3 separate regions of the Sus scrofa genome follow, and regions 2 and 3 are each linked to region 1. Evidence: chromatin contacts called from public HiChIP or PLAC-seq data. All regions are on one chromosome and are shown on one strand. Each heading gives the region's core, a stretch centred on a gene start, on an enhancer-like site or on the middle of the called end of the contact. The rest is flanking DNA. Distances are from core to core; before and after follow the strand shown.

Region 1 (2,730 bases), core at 210-2,709:
TACCAGGACATAACCTACTGTGTCAACCCCGGAGTAGCCGCACAAATTGTAGTTTTCCCTTTGATTGATTGATTCTTTGATCCATTTTGGCTCCATTATTAGCCTGTGAGCGCCTGGAGGGCAGGAGTCAAGTACTTATTAAATATTTGTTGAATGCCCAGGTACGTATTCAGCAAGCCCCACAGGGGACTGCGACCTTAGACCTTTGCTCTTCTGCTCAGACTTCTCCACTCTCTTCCACAGAAATCTCCAATTTGCTGGTGGCCACCAAGAAAGCCCAGGAGTGGCAGCCCGTCTACACCATGAGCCAGCTGAGTTTCGATCGGATCCTTAAGAATGACATTATGCAAGTGAGTCGTCTCTGCAGTTCCTGGGTCCAGCCCTGGTTTTGCCTCCCCACACCCAGCAGAGCAGCCTGGGGGATGTGGGGAGGGGGAAGGCGGGTTTGGGAAGATCCTGGTGGGAAGGGAGCAAGAAGTCCTCCCTTTCATAGGTAAAGCCGGTCAGCCAGTGCCCTGCTGTCCAGCCTGGCCTTGCTGACACACCCTAGAAACTCCCTCCGTGAAGGAGCTGGACTCCGAGCTTTGTGGGACACCTCGGGTTAGAGGGGCCGCTATTCCAGGTCTTCTGCAGGTAGAAGTTGGAGGACTTGCTGGGAATGCTGACAGGTCTCCACAGGGGAGTGTGGGCTTTCGACCCTCAGTGCCCCAAAATGTACTGTGTGAAAAGCACTTCTGAATTTCCGTCCTGGGCTTTCTGCTGACGTGCACAGCTGGGAGCACACAGAGCACAGTGAGGGAGCAGTTGTTGTATGCTTTAGACCTTCTGGAGAAGCGTCTCGAGACACACATCCTGCAGATCATTGTCCCAGCCTTGGGAGGCTTTGGCCCAGAATGTGCAGCCTGAGGCAGGTCCCATTTCCCTTGGAGCTGCCTCGGGCCTTGGCCAGGGCGTGAGGCCCAGGGAAGCCCCACTTTCCACTCTGCGCCCCCTTCCACAGAACCACGTGGGGGCGAGGTGAATCGTGGGCTCACCGGCCTCAAGGAGCTTGGGGGAAGGTGGCAGGCATCAGGCTGGTTGGTTTACTTTTTGTAGTTGGTCCCTGAAGTTGTTGGAGAGCTCTGAGGGAGCGTGAGTCCACGGCTCACTTCGCTTCTGTAAATGCTTCTCTGAGGCCCATCTTCCGGTCCCATCCCTCGGGGGTGTCGGAGCTGTATCTGGAGAGGAAAATCGCCGGGTGGGCCGTACCCCAGCCTCTTTTCTGCCTGCAACTTGCCGTGTGCTTAGGGTCTTCCTCTGTTCCTCCTCTCGAGCGTCGGGGTGGATCACCATCCTCTGCGCTCCCCGTGTTCATGGGCCAACGTGATTGAGCACTTCCCCGTGCCAGGCACGACTGCCAGTCCTGGCCGGCTCTCGTCTGTCTTACGTAACCAAGAGATGCGTCCTAAGGAGGAAGTAGGGCAGGATGTGGGCCTGTCAGAGCCGGTTTAGCCTTGGGAGGACAGAGGTGGCTTCCTGGGGGGAGTGGCCTCAAAGCAGAGTCCCAGTGGGTGAACCAGCACGGGCGCAGGCAGATGCGTGGAGCTAGGCCGAAGTGGGACATGCGGGGGCCTCTGGGTTGCCGTGGAATTCTAACAGCCTGATGCCATGACTTGGCCCCTGGATCAAGCCACCCTTTGGGGGACGAGTCATTATTCTGAAAGCATATGACTTTTACATGATGTTCTGGGAACACAACGTCCCATAACCTTGACGAATCGCTTCATGACAGATGCAGCTTTAATGAATAGTTATAAGACTTTGCCAGGATACAGTAGGCAGGGTGGATGTCTCACCAGTTTCTGCTGTGACAGATGACACATGGTGGTGTTTGTGCACATTAATAGCCCTGATTAATAATTGTGTACATTCCTGCAGGGGACAGGAATCAGCCTGCGGAGGCAGCCACAATGCATTTTTCTGCATTTGTAGGGGGTCCTGGGATAATAGAATAGTAGAACTCCAATTTGTAAGTTGACATGCGTTAATGTCAACAGCTTGACCATGCCTCAGTTTCATGAATCGCATTTTGATTTCCAAACATTGAGAGTTGTTTAAATCAGAATTATTAAAGCTTAAGCTGGAAGGGCCTTAGAGACGGATCAGGAAACGTTCAGGGCCTCAAGCAGATGATCTCCCTTGTCCTCATACTGCTCATTTGGTTTTATTATCGTTTTTCATATGTGGGGAAACGGAGGCCTCGCCCTCCAGTCTCTGCCTGTCTCCACATCACCTTCCCCTGTGGGCTCGCTCGGGCAAATGCATGTGTAAATAGCTTCCCTAGGTTTAAACCGTGCACTCCTGCATCCATGCATCCGAGAGATGGGTGGAAAATGAATAGTTGGGTAGGAGAGGGTGCCCAGACAAAACAGATTGGCTTTTACCAAACGCTGTGTGCCTGGATTGGTCCCAGGAGCTTTTCTGCCTGGTTCCTCCTTTGACTCTTACAGCAGTCCTCTGAGGCCGGTACATTGTTAACCCATTTTCAGAAAGTGGGCGCAGACCGAGTGGGATGAGAGAAGGTCTCCAGGTTAAAAGGCCAGAGCAAGCAGCAGTGCTGGCCCTCACGAGCCGGCTGTCTTTGTACCCCAGCCTGTGTGAGGGGGAGCCTTCTGTGGGCTCCTCGCTGAGTCTCCTCTGGAGGCCTAGGGTGAGGCTGATACTGAAGGTTGAGGTTTGGTGAAGGGTCAG
Region 2 (2,718 bases), core at 15-2,514, 170 kb before region 1:
TTAAAAAATTCCCTTCAGTACTCCGTAAACCTTAGATTTTTACCAATCTCATTAGTGCTCTGATACTTTTAATGTAGCTTTATTATTTTAATGATTTTTTAGTATTTGATACTCTTTATATTCAATCCAGCATTCTCAGGTGTCCGTTTCTCTAATCAAGTGGCCAGGGTGAGCTGCGCTGTGGACTGGCTCTTGGACTCGTGTCCTCTGAGGTCTCACAGGTGCTCTCTCTGCTTTTCTGCTTTTCTTTTCTTTTTCTTTCTTTCTTTCTTTTTTTGCCTTTTCTAGGGCTGCTTCCGTGGCATATGGAGGTTCCCAGGCCAGGGGTCTAATCGGAGCTGTAGCCACCGGCCTACACCAGAGCCACAGCAACGCGGGATCCGAGCCACGTCTGCAACCTACACCACAGCTCACAGCAACGCCGGATGGTTAACCCACTAAGCAAGGCCAGGAACCAAACCCGCAACCTCATGGTTCCTGGTCAGATTCGTTAACCACTGCACCACGACGAGAACTCCCCATATTTCCCTACACTATAAAAGAAACTCTATGATCTAGGCTGCCGGTTTAACTCTTGATATGTCAATGGTAGGAAAAGGAATGTGGAAAAATCTCTTCTCTCTCGTGCATGTGTTTGTTTTTCTCTAAATAACTGTTTTGATCAAAATACTACTTTTGATGTCAAAAGCTGATTTTTGGCCCTTTTAAAAATTAATTCCTTAGGCAAATAGATGCTTCAGGCCAATCCCAGAATAGGTCACATTCATGAAAATGCAAAAGAGAAAAAAAGCATATTAATATGTTCCATAAATATCCAAGTTACACATATATACAGATACTATTTTTTAATACAAAGCATTTGTGTTAATCATCTATGGTCATGTTATAAATGACACCAATGTTTAGTGGCTTAAAACAAGGAATACTTATTATTTTACAGTTTCTATAGGTCCTGAATTTTGGAAGCAGCTTAACTTCGTGTTTCTGGCTCAGGGCCTTTCAGGAGATTACAAACCTGATGATTACAAACCTCTCTCAGATGAGAGCTGCAATCATCTGAAGGCTTGACTGAGGCAGAGGATCCACTTCCAAGTTCACTCGCATAGATATTAGCTGGAGGGCCCAGTTCCTTGCTGGCTGTTGGCCAGAGGCCTCTGTTTCTCACCATGGGTTTTTCCTCTTGACATGACAGCTGGTTGCCTCAGAGCGAGTAATCAGAGAGAGAGGGAGAGGGAGAGCAGGAAGTTATCATGCATATTAAGTCTTCGTCTCTGAAGTCACACGCTGCCACTTTTGCTCTATTCTAATCATTAGAAATGAGTCACTACGTCCAGCTCATACCCAAGGGAAGAAGAATTAGGCTTCACCTTTTAAAGGCAGTGACAAAGACAGTGTGGAAATTATAAACCACCACAGCATTAAAATCATTTATTGCCCACTTCCTAGGCCAGGGTGCAAAAATCAACAAAACAAATTTTTTTTTCCTTGTATAATGGAGCTGAGCATCTAGTGGATACATGAACCTGAAATAGGCCATCACAGGCCCTCGTCTTCTCCCATGTGACATGGGGGAAAATAGGTGCTTGGGGCACAGGAGTCTATACATGTGAAAATGCTTTGGGGTCAGTGTAGTTGAGCAAAAGCGATCAAGAGCTGAGAGTCAAGAGCCAGAAGGCCTACATTCACATCCCAGCCCTGCTACTTACTGGCCAGGTGACCACAGGTCATTAAGTTATCTTCTCTGTGCCTCAGTTTCCTTCTCTGTAAGATGGGAGAGTAACAGTACCTGATTCATTGGGTCCTTGTGAGGATTAAATGCGTTAACATTTGGAAAAGGCTTAGAAGGTGCCTGGAACATAGCAAGGTTTAGTTACCACGGTTGTGAACTGCAAGCTGCCTCAGAAATGAAAGGAATTATTATTCTAACTTCTGAGATAGGTGTATATCCTTACACCTATCTTCCTGAAAATGAACTTTTTTTTTTTTTTTTTAAAGATTTAATGTGTGGTGATACCTTGGTACTTTTTTAAAGCATACAAAGTGCAGTAAAACGTGAGTATCACTCTTCACCTCCACCCCCGCCCACTCGTCAATCCCACTTCCTTCCCCAGAGGAAACCACTTTAACAGTTTCATGAATGTTCTTTCAGAAATTTTTCTATTTAAAAGCTGGGTATTTTTAAAATACTTTAAAATAGATGGGCCCCTACATATCTGGTACTGGCTTTTTTCTGTTCATATTTTTATGGTTAATAATTTAATACATCTTGTCATGTGAGTGGCTTTACATCATTCTTTTTAATAATGATAGTAAATGTAGGATAGATATACCATCAATTCTTTAACGATTCTTCTATGGATGGGCATCCATATTGTTTCCAATTTTTTATTGTTATAATCAGCTGTATAATAGGCATAAACATTTAAGTGGACTTTCCAACCTTCAAAGGCTGTGAATATATGTTTCTGATTAAGACCCGCTACACTCATTGAGCCCAGACAGCTGTGGGTGACCACTGAGTGGTCTGTGGGTCCCATAGGGGCAGCTTCCTAGTTTCCTACCTTGACCCCAGTTGTTTGGACCAGGAGTTGGCACCAGCCTCTAATCCTCGTCTTTCCTCCTAGAACTTGGAATTGGGACCACAAGCAAGAGTGACTCTTTTTTTTTTTTTTTTTTTTTTTTTGTCTTTTTGTCCTTTGTTGTTGTTGCTATTTCTTG
Region 3 (2,859 bases), core at 344-2,843, 190 kb before region 1:
CTCGGATCCCGTGTTGCTGTGGCTCTGGCGTAGGCTGGTGGCTACAGCTCCGATTCGATCCCTAGCCCAGGAACCTCCATATGCCATGGCAGCGGCCTAAGAAATGGCAAAAAGACAAAAAAAAAAAAAAAAAAAAAGCTACATGAAAAAAATGCTCAACATCACTGATTATTTGAGAAATGCAAATCAAAACTACTATGAGGTACCACCTCACACCGGTCAGAATGGCCATCATTAGTAAGTCCACAAATAACAAATGCTGGAGAGGATGTGGAGAAAAGGAAACCCTCCTACACTGTTGGTAGGAATGTAAATTGGTACAACCACTGTGGAAAACAGTATGGAGGTACCTTAGAAAACTATACATGGAACTACCATATGCCCCAACAATCCCACTCTTGGGCATATATCCAGACAAAACGTTCCTTGAAAAAGACACAGGCACCCACATGTTCATTGCAGCACTAATCACAAGAGCCAAGACATGGAAAGAACCTAAATGTCCATCGACAGATGAATGGATTAGGAAGATGTAGGATGTATACACAACGAAATACTACTCAGCCATAAAAAAGAACGCCATAATGCCATTTGCAGCAACATGGATGGAACTAGAGACTCTCATACTAAGTGAAGTAAGTCAGAAAGAGAAAGACAAATACCGTATGATATCATTTATATCTGGAATCTAATATATGGCACAAGTGAACCTTTCCACAGAAAAGAAAAAATCATGGACTTGGAGAGCAGATCTGTGGTTGCCAAGGGGGAAGGGAAGGGAGTGGGATGGACTGGGAATTTGGGGTTAACAGATGCAAACTATTGCCTTTGGAATAGATTAGCAATGAGATCCTGCTGTGTAGCACTGGCAACTAGGTCTGGTCACTTGTGATGGAGCATAATGGGAGAAAAAGGAATGTATATGTGTATGTGTGATTGGGTCACCTTGCTGTACAGTAGAAAATTGACAGAACACTGTAAACCGCTGTAAGGGAAAAAAATAAAAATCATTAAAAAAAAAAAAAAAAAAAAAAGCATGTTGACTCCGCCAGGTACAGCAAGGGGTTATTCCTTTTCGTCAGCATCTTATTCCCAGTGTTCTCGCAGCTATTCTGCCTAACAGCTTTAAAGGGGGTGGGGGTGGGGTTAAATAGTCAATATATTCAAATCACCAGTTTTTTTCCAAACTAGCTTGAGAGTTTTTTCCCATTTATTTTGACTCCATGGGGCTCTGATATATTGGCATGTGGCACAGCTTTTTTTTTTTTTTGCTTTTTAGGGCCCCTTCCAAGGCATATGGAGATTCCCAGGCTAGGGGTTGAATCGGAGTTGTTGCTGCTGGCCTACACCACAGCTGCCACAACGCCGGATCCTTAACCCACTGAGCGAGGCCAGGGATCCATCTTGCGTCCTCATGGATGCTAATCAGATCCATGAACTGCTGAGCCACGACGGGAACTCCTGGCCCAGCTTTGGGCGTGGCATCACCTGTTCTAGACACCAAGGGGAGAAGTTCTGCTGGAGGACAGGAGGTCAGTCTCCACTTTGGCTGTTTTCCCCATGACCCTCTTGCTGTGTTTTGCATTTGCACATGTTTCCCCTCCAGGGCTCTTCCCTTTTCTCCTCTGTGTATGTGTGCCTGCTTTGTTCCCCTGGGACGTTGGTAACAATGTTCTACCCAGAGAGAAGCTTGTGGGTCGATAGTGCTCCAAGAAGAAATTTCCAAGTATTTGCCAGTGAGAGGAAGCAGAGGCTGTGATCAGAGCGACTGTGCTTTCGGAGCAGCGTCTACTATAGTGAGTGATAAAGGAAATATCAAGGAGAAAAACAGAAGCAATAGTTTTGACCCCAACAGAGAGAATGAGACCTAAGGGCAAGAAATGGCAGACATTACGTAAGGGAGAACTTCCTTATCAGCCAACCAAAGAGACGAGAAACTTTGGCACTTCTGTCCTCAGAGGTGTTCGAACAGAAGATGGGCAGCCTCTATGCTGGAGGGCAGAGAACCCATCACTAAAGGTGTTCAGAATCTGAAAACATGGAATACTATATTAGATGACTGCTAAAAGTATCTCCAGTTCTGAGACTTGATAATTCTATGAAGTGTTCTAAGAAAGGGGGTTTTAAGAGCCCTCAAGCTTTTCAAAAATGTGATGCAATTCTTGAACAATATAGAACATATATACACACTCATTCACACACTCACACACACACACACACCACTCTTTCCTGCACTTACAGCTTTTGATATATTTCCCTATTGTAATTATTCCCTTTATATACAGTTTTTCTGTTGATGCATTTTCATGATTCCATAATATTCTGTCGAAAGGATATAGTATAATTTATTATTCCCTAGTTATCCGGTGGCTCCATTCTTTCCAGTGTTTATTATAAGGAGCAATGCTCTAGATATTTTTGCATACGTGGCTTCTTTTCCCTCTTGAAATACTTTATTAGAATAATTAGAGCTCATTAGGTTGCAAATTACACAGCTCACTGGAGCAGCCTAAGTAAAAGAGGTTCGTTGATAAGCATACGGAACAATCACAAAGATGCAAAGTTCAAGGCACACATAGGAACTGGAAAGATGTCCAGACACCCATTTCGCCTCCCTGGCCTCTTGTTTTCTGTATTTTTATTTTGAAAACTTTTTGGCCATGCCGGCAGCATGCAAAAGTTCCCCAGCCAGGAACTGAACCCACACCCCAGTAGTGACAATGCTAGATCCTTAACCCTCAGAGCTACAAGGAAACTCTTCTAGTTTTCTTTAGGCTGTCTTTCTTTGTCTGCTCCTGGTTTCCTCTTCCATTATAACTCTGACTCCCAGGAGCCTTTGACTTGCTTTGAAGTCAGAAA

The links. HiChIP or PLAC-seq counts read pairs in DNA pulled down with a chosen protein or histone mark.
Region 2: an H3K27ac HiChIP or PLAC-seq map of alveolar macrophages shows a contact between it and region 1. The contact joins two enhancer-like sites. A contact is called at or near these places in 2 of 2 datasets of contacts at active chromatin or transcription factors (alveolar macrophages and skeletal muscle).
Region 3: a contact with region 1 is called in an H3K27ac HiChIP or PLAC-seq map of alveolar macrophages. The contact joins two enhancer-like sites. A contact is called at or near these places in 1 of 47 Hi-C or Micro-C datasets (epiblast stem cells) and 1 of 2 datasets of contacts at active chromatin or transcription factors (alveolar macrophages).

Annotation. Positions count from the first base shown.
Region 1 is chr6:147,548,987-147,551,716 of Sscrofa11.1, forward strand. It overlaps JAK1 (Janus kinase 1), which reads left to right. Exons shown (of 25, transcript NM_214114.1): 12 at 244-350. Among named protein-coding and RNA genes, the nearest start is that of JAK1, 120 kb to the left of the region's middle. Within about 2 kb of position 1,460, at least 22 of the 83 cell types and tissues checked have an H3K27ac peak or open chromatin away from gene starts, as enhancers often do. A contact at or near this core is called in alveolar macrophages, where this site is marked.
Region 2 is chr6:147,381,362-147,384,079 of Sscrofa11.1, forward strand. It overlaps a transcript of JAK1 not described here. Among named protein-coding and RNA genes, the nearest start is that of JAK1, 46 kb to the right of the region's middle. Within about 2 kb of position 1,265, at least 10 of the 83 cell types and tissues checked have an H3K27ac peak or open chromatin away from gene starts, as enhancers often do. A contact at or near this core is called in alveolar macrophages, where this site is marked.
Region 3 is chr6:147,358,833-147,361,691 of Sscrofa11.1, forward strand. It overlaps a transcript of JAK1 not described here. Among named protein-coding and RNA genes, the nearest start is that of MIR101-2, 29 kb to the left of the region's middle. Within about 2 kb of position 1,594, at least 1 of the 83 cell types and tissues checked has an H3K27ac peak or open chromatin away from gene starts, as enhancers often do. A contact at or near this core is called in alveolar macrophages, where this site is marked.